2 separate regions of the Mus musculus genome follow, and region 1 is linked to region 2. Evidence: chromatin contacts called from public Hi-C data. All regions are on one chromosome and are shown on one strand. Each heading gives the region's core, a stretch centred on a gene start, on an enhancer-like site or on the middle of the called end of the contact. The rest is flanking DNA. Distances are from core to core; before and after follow the strand shown. Region 1 overlaps Arid1b (AT rich interactive domain 1B (SWI-like)). Region 2 has its middle 15 kb from the start of Gm34371.

What was found. A called contact is a pair of places that touch in the nucleus more often than the background predicts.
Region 1: a Hi-C map of muscle stem cells shows a contact between it and region 2, with 4 times the contacts expected there. The contact joins two enhancer-like sites. A contact is called at or near these places in 1 of 484 Hi-C or Micro-C datasets (muscle stem cells) and 1 of 9 other capture datasets (embryonic stem cells).

Annotation. Positions count from the first base shown.
Region 1 is chr17:5,293,260-5,298,442 of GRCm38.p6, forward strand. The region is part of intron 8 of Arid1b (AT rich interactive domain 1B (SWI-like)); the gene reads left to right. Among named protein-coding and RNA genes, the nearest start is that of Gm34854, 72 kb to the left of the region's middle. Within about 2 kb of position 2,567, at least 181 of the 459 cell types and tissues checked have an H3K27ac peak or open chromatin away from gene starts, as enhancers often do. A contact at or near this core is called in muscle stem cells, where this site is marked.
Region 2 is chr17:4,776,903-4,782,447 of GRCm38.p6, forward strand. No RefSeq gene overlaps it. Among named protein-coding and RNA genes, the nearest start is that of Gm34371, 15 kb to the right of the region's middle. Within about 2 kb of position 1,464, at least 20 of the 459 cell types and tissues checked have an H3K27ac peak or open chromatin away from gene starts, as enhancers often do. A contact at or near this core is called in muscle stem cells, where this site is marked.

The sequences.
Region 1 (5,183 bases), core at 1,317-3,816, 520 kb after region 2:
TGAACATGCATGTTTAGGTGTCTGTGAATCTGTGGATGTCTGTGAACATGCGTGTGTTTACATGTCTGTGAATCTGTGGATGTCTGTGAATCTGTGGATGTCTGTGAACATGCATGTGTTTACATGTCTGTGAATCTGTGGATGTCTGTGAACATGCATGTGTTTACATGTCTGTGAATCTGTGGATGTCTGTGAACATGCATGTTTACATGTCTGTGAATCTGTGGATGTCTGTGAACATGTGTGTGTTTACATGTCTGTGAATCTGTGGATGTCTGTGAACATGCATGTTTAGGTGTCTGTGAATCTGTGGATGTCTGTGAACATGTGTGTGTGTAGAGTTCCTCTGAAGCGGATGCTCCAGGAATGCAGAGCCCCCAGTCCCATTCTCTGTTCTGAACACTGGCATGTTTCCTTGGAGGAATTACATGGAGATCCGTCACTCCCTCCTTGTTCTGTCTTAGCCCTTTACATTCACTTCAGATCTCCTGACCCTGAGTGTCCAGCCCACAGCCAGCCCCGCCTGGCCACAGGGAATGTTTGAATAGACAGTCTGCTGGAGTCTGGCACAGCTGCTCCCATGTGAATGGCTGAAATGAACTGCCCATTGTTGCAATTCATAACAGCAAGTTACTTCCCTTCTGTTAAGTAGGAAGTATGTGATTGCATCTGACAAGGCCTCTGATGGCACGGAGTGGGTAATGACCTGAGCCAGCAAGGCTGGGCCCCACCTGATGAAAGTCTTGCCATGCTTCCTGAGTCCGTTTATAATAGAAATTCACGGGTTAATACATAGCCATACATTTGTTCTCTGTGTTTAATCAGCAGACCAATCCACACCTTAACCTCACATTCTCCTCCGTTCAGGTGCGGCTGCTTATGTTGATTTCATTCACCTCCAGTTAAAACTATACTGAATTGATAGGTTGAGAATAAATATGAGCATCTTACTTTTCTCTCTTTGACCCTTTCCTCCACCTCTGTTGAGTTTTGCAGAGCTCCACCCCAGGTAGCCATATGGTCCAATGCAGTGTCCTTTATCCCTGTCTGGGACCTTCTCAACTGTGTGTGGAGTAGTGCATGGTCAGGGACTCAGACCTGTGCTTCCGAACAAATCCACAGAACCTGTTCTTGTGTTTACTTTAGGACACCATATGTTAGGTCACTGCTTACCCCAGCCAGGCTGAGGCTGGCACACACCCCATGTTTTCTTCCCAGTACCTCAACTGTTGCAACTGCCAGGCTCCTGTGGTAATGAGCCTGACCAGGACTGGGCAGTAGCAGCATGCCCAGGGCTTGCTGTTGGGAGACCTGGGCATTTACGTTGAAGCTGTCATTGGAAGAGCTCTCAGCAGACCCACGTCACAGGGTCATCTTCCTATCTGTTGTATATCCATCCCATGGCAGTGGGATGGAAGCCTGCATACCTCCATCCAGGTCCTGACTGTGTCTGTCCTTCACCTGACTGCTCCTTCATGCCTGAGAAGAAAAGTAGAAACTGTTAACTGCACAGAAGCAAGGAAGTCCTCTCTGCTCTAAGCCCATCTGGTGTTGATGTTCTGTAGAGGAACCTGTACTGGGCTGCCACCCTGAAAGCCCCTGCCCAGGAGCCTGGACACGGTAGCAGTTGGGCTTGCTGCCTGGGCTGCCCAGGGCAGAGGAGAGACCTCACTGTTCTCTGAGCCTGCCTTGGAGCCAATGAGGCCTGGAATGTTTGACTAGGGGAATCCAACAAAATAATCAAGAGTTTTCTGCCTACACAGTGGTGTTTTAGTCTTGGTGTCAGTGCAGTATTACAGACAGCAAAAGTGCTGCTGTACCCTGCTGTGAAACTGTATGGTTAATAAACTGCATGTGTTACTAGGTGGGTTACTAAACAATAATATTAACAATATTGTTTGTATATATGTTCATTGGATCCTCCCACGCCAAATTCCCCGTTCTTGGTAGTAAGGGACAGTGGACCATTCCCCAGCCCTGTGAACAGTAAACCCAGCTCTGCCCTCGGCCCTGGCTGGCCTGACGCCGAGCTTTCTCACAGTCTTCTTTCCCATCACGTTGCAGACAGCAAGAGCAGAGGGTCATTTTGTCCTGGAAAGTCGTTAATTCTGTAAACATGGTCCTCCATGCGAAGCAACAAAGAATCCTCAGAGCGTGATCCTCCAAGTAAAAGAACTATGAAGTGAGACAGACAGACGCATTCCTGGGAACCTGGCTTTTCCTCTCTTGCACTTTAACATGGTTCCTTCAGGGTCAGTTCATGAGTCTAGAGGAGCAGAAAAACATGTGCCATCAGCTGCTGAGCCACAGGCTCTGTCCTTTCCCAACTCAGGAGTGCTGTTTAGACCCACAAAGCTGGTTTGCTGCGCCTTGCCAAGCCACATTAAGCAGCTGTGTAAAATGAATTTAAATGACATGCATCAGAGTAAAATCTCTTCCACTGGGGCAGAAAATCAATGTTAGCTAACCAGCCTGAGAAGATCGACTGTGCTCCAGCCAGCAACTTCCGGGAGCACTGCCTAGAAGGCTGCACCTCCTCCTTAATTAGAATTGAGAGGAGGAGCAAAGCTGGGGCAACTGTGACTGTCTGCACCTGGCAAAGCCCCCGCGCATGCGCGCGGTGCCCTGCCTGTCCACCTGCTGCCTGGGAAGTTACCGTTCATGTTTACAGTATATCCTTTCTGAAAAAGAAAGAAACCCAAGTATAGTTCCTATTTCAGGCGCCCTCTGTCCCACTTTGCAGCAGACTGGCCTCCTGTGCCTGCTGGCAGAGTGCAGGCTGGGCTGTGGGAACCCAGGGTTTACACGGCTCTGTTCCTGTGGCCGAGAGCCCTGCCCAGTGCACCATAGCTGTCCGTGCTGGAGCTCAGAGCGTCTTACTCTCTCTGCTTGTTTGGTCATCCACCCCCATGGATGGATGTCAGGTGAAACCAGTTTAGGGCATGCATTTCTTTTGAGGGGAGGGAGTGAACACTTAGCCTTTGGGGCGCCAGCGTTTGTTTTAATGTTCGCTTCATCACTCCCAAAGAGCCTGGAACCTGAAAAAGAATTACAAAAGGACAAATTATTGATGAAGGTTGGAAGTGTGTGTCTAATTCAGCTAAGTAGCTAACAAAGAGGAAGGATTGTGTATGGCTGTTATGATGTGGACATTCACAAGTTGATTGTAAAATACAGAAGAAAATAGCAGTTTAGCTGTTTGAAAAGGGGTTTCATTGATATCATTTTAGGGTGATTTGTAAGTGTATAATCCACTTGCAACACGAAATAAGCTACAAATATATAGGTTGTTTCTGTTGTTGATCTTTTGGATGAAGGAGAAGATCAGTAATAGAAAGTGGTATGGATCCGTTATGTTAAGCACATGATGGTACCCAAGCATTCAAAGCTAATGACGTACAAGGAGTGGTTGTACTCAGAAAGGGCCTCACTGTGCATTGTTTTAAAGTGTCGATAGTTCGTGTGAAGGTATTCTCAAGAGTGCATCATCCGAGTAGAGTCTGCCAGAAGCTTGGGAAGACCTTGGCCCCTGCTTCCTGAAGAGGCTTTGCTGTGAATCCTCGACACCTCCATAGCTTATAGGATGTTTGCAGTGACCAAGTCTATTATCTGTAACCTTGACAGCACGTGCAGTCATGTGAGAGAGCTTTCCTCAGCCCTACAATGTGCCCTGCCTCATTCCTTCATTCTAGGAAGAACTTGTGGTTCTAAACAGTTAGCCTCTTTGCCAAATACAGTAGTTGGTACATGGAGCTGGGTCCTTAAGAATTGCCTAGATGTGTCTTTCTTAGAAGGTCTTCCAAGCAAGAGCCATGACTTTACAAAAGACTGACAAATTCCTGGGTCTCGTGAAGCCAGGATGGTTGGAAGGAACTCCATCCCTCAATGACAGTCCCCAACCCCCAGCACAGTATAAACGTTGCCAGCTTCTTAAGATGATGTCCCAGGTCTGCTGTTGTCTGAGAGATCGTCAGTCTGTTCTCATTGTGTTGGCTCCCAAAAGAGCAGAGCTTCAATTACAGGCTCAGAATCTGGAGCAAGAAGGTTTTTGGACACTGTTTAGTCTCTGCCCTTTATTTTATGCTGGAAGGTGCTGATATTACTGGGGTCACTAGAGGTCATTGAAGTAGTGGCAAGGCATAGCAGATGCAAGGGCTGTCTGTCTTGTTCCGTGCAGTGCTGTCCCTAAACTTGGTGAAGGGGTGAACTCTTGCTTTGCATACGCGTTATCCTATAAAAGCTATTCTGCTACTAGAAAATGAACCTGGCTATGTGTCTGAGCAAGGCCATTCTCTCTGCAGAGGGCTGAGCTCCAGCGGCTTGTGCTAAAGAGGATCTGGGCTGTGCACTGGCCCGGGGCCTGGAGCCTGGGCAGCTTGGGACCTTGTTGCAGGGCAGGAGTAGGCCCTTACTGGCACAGATGGGTTGGATTCCAGTCTGTTTCACCCTGTGGTTGCCCATGCTGGGGCCGCTTCTGCCATCATTAAAACGGAGGGAGAAGCAGCTGTGGGGTGCAGGCCACATGCTGGACTTTGTCTGCTGTCCCTGGAGGAGTCACCATGGTCTCAACAAGCATCAGGGGGAGGAGACTCTCAGACTTAGTTTTTAAAAATAAATGAATGCTAGAATCAGTCAGTTAGAAGCCTCACTCTGCTTGACTAGAAGGCAGTCCCACTAAGAAGCCGGAACGCGAGCAGATAGACCTACAAGCAGGGAGCTGTGACCATGAGCTGACACCTCTTTCATCCTTCTCACCTCTCAGAGGAATGGATGACCTTTGAAATCACATGGTGGTCACTACTCTATGGCCAACAACACAAGCATTTGAAGTTTGGAAGGAACTGAGCTTCGCAAGACTAGGCGACCAGCAGCCTTCCTCTGTGGAGGACGATCTGGACCTGATCCAGACAGAGAGATGTTAGTCTGGCTTTTCGGCAGAGACCCTTGGGCCTGTACTGGTGTGTACCACACATCCGCTCTCCGAGCAGCTCTTGTTAAGACACACCATTCCTGTATAATTCATAGCCTGTACCGCTCTTTGCCGGCAAGGTACTTTCTCAGTGTTTTGCTCTGAGGCTAGCCTGATGCCGTTCTGCTGATGGACGTGAAGCTGCTGATGTGGAAACACATTAATGGAAAGAGTGCATTAAAATGTCAGAGACCAGCTCCCCCCTCCCGCCACC
Region 2 (5,545 bases), core at 214-2,713:
TAAGCAGAGGTCTGCAGGTGAGAAAAGACAGGCCTGAGTTCAAATCCCACCAGCACCAGTGTCTTAGAAGCAGAGCCACACAAGAGAGTTAGCTGGGCCCCATCCAGATCAATACTTGCCTGACACCATCCTTAGGAGTTAGGGGTGAGCCTTTGCAGATCTCTGTGAGCATCTAGAGGAGTCTGATACAACCTATGACCCTCACACTCGAGTAGCCTTAGCCTCCTCCAGGTTCCTTAGGGCTTAAGCTGCTCTGTCCCAGGATAGATGTGGGGACAAGAATTTACATCCAGCACTAACACCAGGTGGTATGCTTCGCCTCACTAAGATTTGGGGGCTGTACTGGACCGTCATCAAGTCGCCAGCACTGGAACCTCACCTCCTCCTGGGACTATGAAATGGTGACAATGGCTGCCTCAAAACATAAAGTGTCCACAAGAAACTACTGAGGAACTTGAAAGCATGTGGGATACCTGTGACCCACACACACACACACACACACACACACACACACTCACACATACACACACACACACACTCACATACACACACTCTCTCTCACACACACTCACACACACACATACTCACACACTCTCACACACACACTCACACACACACTCACACACACACACTCTCTCACACACTCTCATACACACACTCACACACACTCACTCACACACACACTCACATACACTCTCACACACACTCACACACACACTCACACACACACATACACACTCTCACACGCACACTCACACACACACACTCACACACACACTCACACACACTCTCTCTCACACACACACATACACACACTCACACACACTCACACACTGAGGAGACCCTCATTACTTAAGCCACCGTGGCTGTGGCTGTGTGCAGTCCTATGTAAGTCCCTATGCTGGTTAGAGATCACACTTGTAGTATTTCCTGGAATTTTTTAAATGTCAAAGGACCTAAAAACCCATGTATTCCTGTTTTCTGGGCAAATTCCAACCCTCTAGAGTTGGTTTTTTGGTTTTTTTTTAATAGAATGGTGCTTATCAGAGGGAAAACATCTGCTCCAGTTTCTTCAATCTCTAATGTATCTAGTCTGCCTTTGTAAAATAGGTATATCGCTAATGACTGAATTCCTGCCAAGGGAATGAAATGATTGTTTCAATCACTTATTCCTCTCATCGGCTTTGCCCTCTGAGGAACAATATCACACAACATAAGTATAATGGATGGGCCACACGTTTTTTCGTTTGTTTTGTTTTGTTTTGTTTCTTCTTGGTATCTTCCTCACTGGCCACCATCAGAGAGAGAGCCGTCCAGAATGGATGCGTTGTTTCCAGGGCCTCCACCTGAAGCACCACGCTGTGGCTTGTGATTGTAAATCTCTTTTTGAGAACTGTCCTTCACCAAGGCCCCAAATGCCAACCCCTGGAGAAGCCTCAGTGGAGCGTGACCATGCCGGGATGCGGCCACCAGAGGGCGCCGCAGAGCAGCACGCCCCCTCCAAAGACTCCCAGCCGCGCCCTCCCAGCCCGGCTGTTTATTGTCAAGAAGGGTGTTTTTTCAAAATCCGCACACACAGAGATGGTTTTCCTTCCACGTTTTCCCCTCTTATTGGTGTTTTTTGTTGTTGTTGTTGTTGTTGTTTTTCTTTCTTTTTTAGCATTTAAGTGATAACCAAATAGGATCTGCTCCTGTTGTTTACACAAGTAAACAAAGATGGCAGTTAGAATAGAATTAGGGTTTTTGTTTTTTGGGTTTTTTTTTAAGTGGAACCTGGGTGTTTAAGTGCTATGAGGAGGAGGTTAGCGGCCGAATGGGAGAAACCCTATACATTATGTTAACAGGAAAGAGTTCGAGGACCAGCCAAAGGTAGGCCTCTGGATCCGACTGAGCCCTACCTAGTACCTGCCAAGCCAGAAGACACCAACCAGGTCCAACAGACATACAACTTAGCTCCTACTGTCCTTTGGTCTCTCTCCCTCTGAAAAATAGCAAAGGAGTTTAGAATCCCATATTACAACCTATTTATACCATATCTTTCAGGGGGGGGTGCATCTTACAGTGGATGTAGCATAATATGCCTCATTTTAACCCCAGTGGTGTTAAGTCTGTGCAACCATTAACCACCACCCATCTCCAGAACTTCACTCTCATCTCACGCTGAAACCGGGAAGCCAGAAAATGCTCCCGGTGACCTCCGTCTCCCTCTGTCCCAGCATGTCTACCCTAACCTCCCAGAAGTACAACAGTACCGTACCTGCCCCTTTGGTGAGTGACGTCATCATTTATTAAAGCTGTTTTTCAAGGTGCAGTCACGCTGTAGCAAGATGTCAGAACTTCATTCCTTCCGTGGGTGAGTACTCTTCTAGCACATTCTTTCTGGTAGCCAGAAGAATGCAGAAAGCAAATCGGAGAGGCCGCCCTGGCCCTTGCCTTTCAGTTGAAGAGTCTAGGCTTTCCCACACAACACAGGGCAAGGAGTCACAGTCAGATCTTCCTGTTCACAGCCACAGCCCCCTCCCCTGCCTTGTGTGGGGTCCTTGGCTAACACTCCTTCAAACACTGACATAGACAGGTGCACCTTTCTCGGCAGAACATCTAATCCACCCCTCCCGGCCAAGCACCTTGTGATCCCCAAACCTGAGACTCAAACTAGGGCATAAACCAAACCTGGAAGAGCCAGCTAGGGTGTGTGCGACTTGGAGAACTATACAGACCCTTTCCAAGGTTCTTACATAGACCAGACAAGCCAACATCCTTTGGTCTCTATATCTCACTTTGCCCAGGGGTTCTAATTGGACCACAGGACTCAAGCCTGGGCACTCAAAGAAAAATACCATGGCTGTATTTCCTTCAAAGTTCTCTGCAATGGATATTCACAGAGGACCATGGTTTCTAACAAAGGTCAGCTGGAAGGACTTGGGGTTCGCTCATGGCCCTATCCTGTTAGTGTTACTGAGACGATCTGACACTCTCTAAAAGCTTCTTATACGTTGTATTCTTTTGTTTTGCATCTGCTCCGTGAGGGAATCAGGTTTTAAAGACACTCAGCTGAGATGCCCCAGCCAGGACTCCTGCCCTTGTTCTGTGACCTCAGAGCCCACGTTTGCCACAGCCTGGCTAAATCACTCCACGTTCAATATTTTCCCCTCCCACGGGTGGAAGCTGTAGAGGGATGTAGTCTTCCAGCCACAGGGGGAACTACCTTTGCTCTGCTCAGCAAACACTTCCTTTGTGCTCTCCAGACAGATGGTTTGAGAAATGACAAGTGGTTTGAGAAATGACAAGAGGATACAGCCCCCTGGAATTCACATCCAAAAAATAACTGGGGGGCTAGGGAGGGGGTTGGTAAAGTTACAAACATGAAGTTGTTCCAAGTTCAAGACCCAGCATCTACATTAAAAAGCCAGGCAGAGTGGTACACCCTTGTAAACATAGCACTGGGGTGGGGGGTGGCTAGGACAGCCACCTTGCGAGGGGGGGGGGGTCCCTGGAGTTCAGTGGCCAATTTGCCTGCTTAATCACTGAGTTCCAGGCCTGTGAAAGAACCTGTCTGAAAAAACTCAAGGTGAAGAGCCCCTGAGAAACCACACTGTGTCTGACCTCTGATCTCCAAAAGTATGCAAACCTACACATACACACACACACACACACACACACACACACACACACACACTAAAAAATATTAGTGGTGGGGGTAATCAAGTTATATCTATAGATGTTGGAATAAGCTGAGATTTGGGCTATATAGCTGTTTTCTGGTATGCTCTGAGAGAATTATTTGTGAGATATCATTCAGGTGGACTATCAATCACCTACATTCTTAGTAACATGTTAAGACCAAACATCTCCACGCTTGCCTCATTGCTGCTGAGACATCTGACGTTCCAAGAGGTCTTGTCCCTTGTTCCAGTAACTTTAACTGTGGGTTGGGGATATTACCTGGGGAAGGAAGGGAGCAGTCAAGACTCTAGCCATAATGTGTTTTACAAACACACGGAGTGTTTGCAGAAACTATCCTTACCCTGGAACCACTGTGGGGAACACAGCAGGAAGCCTGGGTCCATCTTGTTTTATATTCTAAACACTGAGTGCCCTTGCATGATAATAATTTATAGAAAATAAAGCCATACTCAAAGAATGCTGTGTGCCTAAAAAAGGATTAAAGCCTGTCTCAGTGGGCCAAGAGCTTTTTGCAATTACAGCTGCTCCCCATCCTGGGCCATATTTGCCAGTTTCAGAACAAACTAGAGCTGTTTGTGTTGGGCCTTGGTCTGGGGAACCAATAGACTCGGGGTGGAAGGCGACAAGGACGTTTTCTCTCGTTTTCTCTTAACCTGAGAAGACTTGGGAAGAGGTGTTCCCCGTGAACAGTGTTGGCTTTCAATATCTCTGTACCCTAAGAGTTGGGAAACGAACTCTCAGAGCTAATGCCCACTGTTACTCTCAGGATAGCTCTTAGATCACATTCTGAAGGAAGTTGAGGGCACAGGTAGAGAAAAAATATTAGTGGTGGTGGTAATCAAGTTATATCTAGGGCTTGCTGGACTTAGATTTTGGAATAAGCTGAGATTTGGGCTATATAGCTGTTTTCTGGTATGTAGAACTGAACGAGGCCAGATATGACATCCCTACATGGGTGGGGCCAAGGAATCTCAAACTGAGCGTGCTCAGACCTAGCCCACGTGGACAGAGATAGTTCTCTATTTCACCTTTGAAATACTGACTCTCTTTTCTCCACCTCCTCCTTTATCTCTTCAGCCAGGGATCATCACCTGCCTGAAGGCCTCTGAGCTCACTCCTGGCCCTTCCACCCACATCAGTGCATCTCCGCACTCCCCACAGGTGCCTGAAATGCCTGCTCTCCTTTAAGCCTCTTTCTCTTGGCCCTAATCCTGACTCCTTGTCCCTTGCTTACTCAAGCTCATGGAGACCTGCTGTCCCCTCACAGAGGCTGGGCCTTGGCTCCGTGACTGTGATCAAAGACAGCAATCAGGATCATCTGGGGCTCTTTGGCCTCTGATATGAGAAAGGCATGTCCCAGATTTGAGGGATGCCCTCAGCTAAGTCCCACAGTGAAGCCCTAAGGCCTGTGACTGCAGATGACATAGAGGGAGCTGGGACATGAGATAAAAACAGTCATCTGTCCCTGGGAAGCCCTGAGATTTTTTTGTTCTCCCTCCTGTTTGTTACACAGTGTTGCTGTGTATGACTGCTAACTATCTCATGAGGTTGCTTGCTACTTGTAGAGCAAAATCCAAGCTCCATACGCTGATACCCAAGCCTACTTTCAGCACCTTACATAGCCTTGCCTCACCACGTGAGGAATCTGCTCAGCTCTTCAGCCACGGGCTTCTGTTAAGTCAGTGACCACGTTAGACTTCAGCAGAAGAGCAGCTCCGATAAGCAAAGAACCCCTGACCCCTTAGCCAACCTGGCACCCGCCTGTTCTCTGCAGAGTACACTGGGGTTGTAGCTTGCAATTTGCTTGGACATTTGATTGCTATCCCTGCCGTCCTTATAATGTTTGTCATACTTGGGGGGG